2 separate regions of the Sus scrofa genome follow, and region 2 is linked to region 1. The links are chromatin contacts, called in public Hi-C maps. All regions are on one chromosome and are shown on one strand. Each heading gives the region's core, a stretch centred on a gene start, on an enhancer-like site or on the middle of the called end of the contact. The rest is flanking DNA. Distances are from core to core; before and after follow the strand shown. Region 1 overlaps PDLIM1 (PDZ and LIM domain 1). Region 2 holds the start of PDLIM1 (PDZ and LIM domain 1).

Region 1 (2,802 bases), core at 35-2,534:
GAGCAGGAGACCTAGAACAGTTCAGAGACCTGCCTAAGTTCACACCAGGGAGGTGGGTGGGAGGGGCAGGAAGAAGAGATACGACCCAATTGTGGGCTCTCAGGAGGCCACTCAGCCAAGAGCAAGAACAAGCATGTGGCCCCAAGATGAAGCCCAGCACCTGGCTTCACTGTGATGCTCACTCATTTCACTCTGCTTGCTGTTCATTTTCATTCTGCTTGTCCCAAGCCACAGCCTTCCACCCACTCACACGTGCAAACCACTACAGAAGCATGGTGGCCAAGGGACAGACCATCAGAATCCCACAAGGGTCAGCACACCCTGCCCTCAGCCTCCCTGGGCTCCTAGGACAAGAAACAGCTACCCCATGTGGGGCTGGGAGCCCACTCATTCCCCCCTCCCCTTCTCCAGCGCCTTCCTTAAAGAGCTTTTGCATTTCAAGAGCCGGGCCTTCCAGAGCAAGTGGTTCCTTCCACCTCCTGGGGCTGTACTCACCTTTGCTTCAGCAATGACAGCCCCTCACCCCCGGCCTTGAACCAGAGCCTCTGACCACACACAGGGCTGTTTACCTTTTTCCTCAGACTCCAGGATTTCCTGCAAAACCAGGAACGAAGTGGACTGTTTCGGAGGCTCATTTAACTCCTGTTTCTCCTGAAGCATCTTGTAAACTTCAGATTCTTTGTCGATGACGAGCCCGCTTGGAAGCTGAGAATGGTCTAAGCTGTAAAGAATGTTTGCGAGTTATCAGGACATGCCAAAAGTTAGAAGAAAAAGAAAATTCACCAGGCACCCCTTTCCAAGCCAAGACACCCCTGGTTCAAAGGGAGGAGAGAGATGACCCCCATGATCACGAGAGAAGCCCTCTCTTAGCGTGGCCACAGACCTCCCACCAGCACTGTGAGGTGTCTGCAGGCAGAGCCAGCTGCTGCTTCCAGACAATGAAACTATTTTTCCAAATAGTTTCAGGAACTCCATTACTTTTTGGCCTAGTCCCATGGACCGGGAATGCTGTGCTTCTTTCTAAATTACATAAACAAATGATGTTGAAAGAAAATTTCAAAGAGGGAAAATGCCAACCACAACCTGAGCACTAGGGACACAGCTGGGGCCCTGGGGACAGGCCATGTCCACTCCCCAGAGCAGAAATCCATGATCTTCATTCCTGATGACATCAAAGTGCTTTCTCGGTCTCTCTAAATTCCTCACTCTCACAGTGAGGCTCTCGGGTCTCCTTCCCTACCACATGGAGATAACAGTGTCTGCCCTGACCACTTCGCAGGGTTGGTGGCCAGGAGGAGCAAGGCAAGAGCTTTGTAAACAGTAAAGTGTGGTTCCGTGTCAGGGAGGGGACCGAGGCCCTGCTGGACTTCATCACCCCTTCAAGGAGGTTGAACTCAAAGTCTCTGGCCAAGACAGCAATTATCCTTATCACCACCCCACCATCTCATTGTAATGCCACCTCCCCCTCTTTGAGCAACCCGGCCCTCTCAACCCCCTACTAGGAAGGTATGTGGCCCACTTCTCACCCAGGCCCTCTAGGGCAATATACACCCCCAACCAACCAGCAAGTATATCAGAAGACCCCATCTTTCCCCAACCAATCTGCAGGTCAACAGGTGCGTGGCAAGACCTCTCCTCTCTTTCCTTTGTCCCTGGGCTGTAAAATCAGACAGGACCAAGCACCGGGGTCAGGGGAGGGCCCTTTGCTGCCTGGTCTGGCAGGAGGAGAGTGAGAGACTCCTATCAGCTTTACCTATAAAGTCTGTCCTGAGACCCAACCCTTCTCTCCACCCCCTGTCCCAGCCACACCACCCAACAGGGCTGACAGCCTCTGTTAACTTGCCCCTCTGCCACCACCCTCAGCCCCAGCACCGTCTTACTTCTCATCAGAGGCCAGAGTGATATTTTAAACTCAAGCACCAGACGGTGTCATGATTGGCTCAAAGGGTTCTCATCTGACTTAGAACCAAATATTTACCGTTTTAATAATAAAACACAAGGTTATTCAAACTCATGTCCTTTGGAGTACATATTCATTATGTTGGAGAATTAAAATGACTCGGGCTCGGATTGTCAGTGTCAGAAAGTGAGACACATGAACGCGGGGAGGTCTTGACAAGGCTCTTTACTTCTGCAGAAGGGCAAAGAAGAAAAGACCCTCCCTATTTATCCCTAATGCAGGTGACATCGCTGTCCCCTTCCCATTGGTCAGATCAGGGTGCACCTTCTTCTCAGTTGGCTAATTTGAACACAGTTTTTACTGGGAGAAGAGGGAAGGGGGGGTGGAGGAGGGTGTCTCAGGCGAAGCAGGAACAAAATGGACTCACAAGACTTCCTTTGAGAGAAAAGACGTATGTTAATTCTCATAATTACAAAAAGCAGAAAGGCCCTATTTTGCTTCCCTTTCCAAACATATTGCCTGTGTCAACGAAAAAAATCCACAACCTGAGCGTTGAGAGTTAATTTTTATGTGGGGTGAAATTAGGACTTAAGCCCAGGAGACAACAGCACAGGGAGGCAGCCCCAAGGAACCGCTCCCAGGAGATGAGGGTGGAGCTAGAATATATAGGAGTTTTTGCCACAAAGGGCCGGGAGCAGGAACAAAAGAGGCCTGAGCTCTCTGAAATCATTCCTTTGATATGCACCTCCGCTCTCAGGTTCGGTATCCAAGAGTCTTCACAGCCTGAGGCACTCAGGCTCTCACCCTCGGAGGTGACTGCATCCTGGTGACCGTGACATTCTTTAACCTTTACTACAGACCAGGCTGAAATAACCACCCAAGGAAGAAAAGCGGGACTATCA
Region 2 (3,017 bases), core at 430-2,929, 38 kb after region 1:
CCTGTAGAGATTTACTGGGCACAGCCAGGTTCCGCTTAGTGCCAGGCTTGGGGGCGGGGTCCAGATTTGGGGAAGGCACAGTTTCTGCGCTTGAGGAATGCTGCTGGTGGCTGAGAAGACATTGTGTACCTGCAAGAATAATCAAAGAGGTCCCCATGGGACAGCAGGTGAAAGATGGGGAGAAGATAGGGCCTAGGAACTGAAGTACCTGCCCCTTTTGGGAGCGGGATGGTCACAGAAGACCCCATCACACCACTAAGCCCACCTGGAAGGAAATGCAGTTGGGGCCATCGCTGGAGAAAAACCGAAGAGGAGGCCCCAGCTCTTTTCCTCCTGCACCTCTCACCATATTCTTTCAGGGGCTGGAGGCAGGGACTTAAGTCAAAAAGACCCTTAGGGATCTTCCCCTTCCCTCTCTACCTTCCTACTCCAAGAAAAAAGAATGTTCAAATGGCTGGGAAGGCAGGTCTAGGGTCACCTTCAGCAAGAGGATAAGCCTAAGAATGAAATGAGCGGCCTAGCAAGGTGTGGACACCAGAGGGCTGTTTGCTCCTTTCTTTCAATATTTCTTAGCCCCTCTCTAGGTGTCACAGTGAATGTGGCAACTCTCGGTGGGGCATTAAACTTCCCTTTAGCCCAGATTAGATGATCAAAGCCTGGGCCTGGAAACACTGAGCCTGGGTCTCCCTTGGGTTTCTGCTTTATTTAGGAGTGATGGATCTGGTCATCTCTGACTGAACCTGGGCCCTTCCAAACAGAGGAGGGCCTTCCAAAAATTTTTCAAGCACCAACTTCCCTCAGACGCACCCACACAAGGTGGGAACCCCACCCCTGGGGGAAAAGGGCTGATCGATTAATAATCCCGAAAAGGAGTAGACTATCCAACAAGGTTTTTATTCGGGTTGGTTTTTTTCCAAAAATCCCACCATTTCTCCAAAAGACATTAGAGAGGTGAAACCTGCTCATGGATCAAGTCCAAAGAGTAAGAAACTAGTTGTTTCGATTGCTGTATTTAAAGTTAATATCACTAGCCCACCCATTCCACTTCATTTTCCAGGTCGTTCCTGCTACTTCAAACTACTTTCTGCCACTCTGCGGCTTCTGAAGAACGGGGAAGTGCTATCTCCCAGCGTGCGGCATCTGCGGAGATCCTCGGCCCCTGGATCTCTCCGCCCCTCGCCGGCTGACAAAGCGCATCCACACACCGGCCATGCTTCCGGGGCGAAGAACGAAAACTGCCCCCTTCTTTCCCGCGAACGAGGTAAGTAGATGCTCTGCAGCCGGCAGGCTCGCCCTAGAGCGCGGCGTTAGGCAAGGGCGGCGAGAGCCGCGGGCCCAAGGCGCGCGGAAAGCGCTTGGCGCACCTGGCGCACCTGGATGCGCCCGGCAGTCCCGGCTCGGTCCCAGGCTCCCAAAACCGCCGTCTCCGCCAGCGCCTGCCGGGCCCCCGCCGCCCCAGGTCCCCTCCAGGACACGCCACTCCCCAGCCTGGGATGGCCCTGCTCCCCTCGCGTCGCCGGCTGCTCTTACCCGAGAGATGGCGAGAGGCTGCTCGAAGTCCTTGCCCCCCACGAGACGGAAGCCCCACGGCCCCGGGCCCTGGAGAACAATTTGCTGGGTGGTCATGGCGCGGTGACGGCGGGCGGCGACCCGAGCGGACAGACCTGGCAGGAGGCAGAACGGCGCGCTGGGCTCCCCGGCAGCTGTCGGAAAAAGAGCGCGCGGCTTGGGCCCCGGGAGCCTGGGGCGGGCGGGAGCTGGGCGGGAGGAGGGCGGCGGCGGCTCCGCCCAGGTCGCGTCGCCGGCCGCCCGCCCAGCCCGTCCTCCCTCCCGCGGCCCGCAGCCGCACCCCGCCCCGCGTGCCCGCCGAGGGCTCCCGCCGGGAGTTAGGCAGAGAAAGCCCGGGGTCGGGTCAGGGGAGGAGTGGGGGCTCGAGATCTCAGCAGCCCCGCCCCGGCCCCCAGCGCCACCTCCCTGCCTTCCCACCTGCCACCCGGCTGCGCTCCCAGCCCCGCCGCAGGCGCCAGGTGAGAGGCCGGCAGGTTCGGGCGACCGCGGAGGAGACAAAGCTTCGCGTTTTAAAACGAGTTTAGAAGTGCTGTGCAAAGTCAGCCCTTTGAGGTCAGCTCCATTTTTCATATTTGCTTTTTTGTAAACGACAATTACATGTTAAAGGTGCTTTTCGAGTGGTCTTATTTGAAAATCTGAAGCAGTCAGGGCATTTATAGCCCCATTTTACAGATGAGTTAACTGGGTCGGCCTGAGATTAGAAGACTTGCCTGAGGCCACGGAGCTCTGGCAACGGTGTAACTGGACTGTTGCCCAGGTTCCCCGAGCTAAAGAACCCCACACTGGAACTTTTCTAATGCTAATGAGACCATCGCTGGAAGTTACAAGTGGACTTCAAAACCTTCCTAGAAACCTTTCCTCCCGGCTTGTATTCGCTGTCGGTTCTGACCTTCCCAACAAATGAGACCTCGTGTCTGACGCGGGGCAGAGCCGGAAAGGGAACTGGGTTAAGTCCGAGGACCTGGGTTCCCAGCCTGCCACTAGCCTCCTCACTGGGCTTTGCCCGCCTCTCCCTGGAGTACATACTCCAAGGCAAATCAGACCACGTCTCCTTGTCCCCTGGGTCCCCTACTTCACTCTAAGTCAAGTTGAAATCCCTAAAATGCTTGTAGGGGCACCCACGAAATGGCCCCAACTCCCTCTCTGATCTCATCTCCTTCTGCTGCTTCCCAGCCCACACTGTCCTTGTTGCTACTGCCTCAGGGCTTTGATCAGGCCCTCTGGAATGCTTTTCTCTCAGCCATCCTAAGACTCCCCCTTTGTTCAGATGTCATAATCTCAGGCCATCTCTGAGACTCTATTTAAAACCTCTCTAGAACACCCTGTCATCTTCTCCTGCTTTTATTTTCCCATTGTGTTTATCACCATCAGACATACTCAATATTTCATTTATCCTCCTCCCACATCCCCTGCCCCACTCACCCCTAAGCATTAGTTTCAAGAGGGTA

The links. Hi-C and Micro-C count contacts between places; a contact is called where the count stands out from the background.
Region 2: a contact with region 1 is called in a Hi-C map of retroperitoneal adipose tissue, with 2.1 times the contacts expected there. The contact joins the promoter of PDLIM1 here to the enhancer-like site in region 1. A contact is called at or near these places in 13 of 47 Hi-C or Micro-C datasets (alveolar macrophages, embryonic fibroblasts, fibroblasts and 5 more) and 2 of 2 datasets of contacts at active chromatin or transcription factors (alveolar macrophages and skeletal muscle).

Annotation. Positions count from the first base shown.
Region 1 is chr14:106,754,092-106,756,893 of Sscrofa11.1, forward strand. It overlaps PDLIM1 (PDZ and LIM domain 1), which reads right to left. Exons shown (of 7, transcript NM_001315778.1): 5 at 570-721. Among named protein-coding and RNA genes, the nearest start is that of PDLIM1, 38 kb to the right of the region's middle. Within about 2 kb of position 1,285, at least 19 of the 83 cell types and tissues checked have an H3K27ac peak or open chromatin away from gene starts, as enhancers often do. A contact at or near this core is called in retroperitoneal adipose tissue, where this site is marked.
Region 2 is chr14:106,791,927-106,794,943 of Sscrofa11.1, forward strand. It overlaps PDLIM1 (PDZ and LIM domain 1), which reads right to left and starts at 1,680. Exons shown (of 7, transcript NM_001315778.1): 1 at 1,531-1,680. The coding sequence starts at 1,626.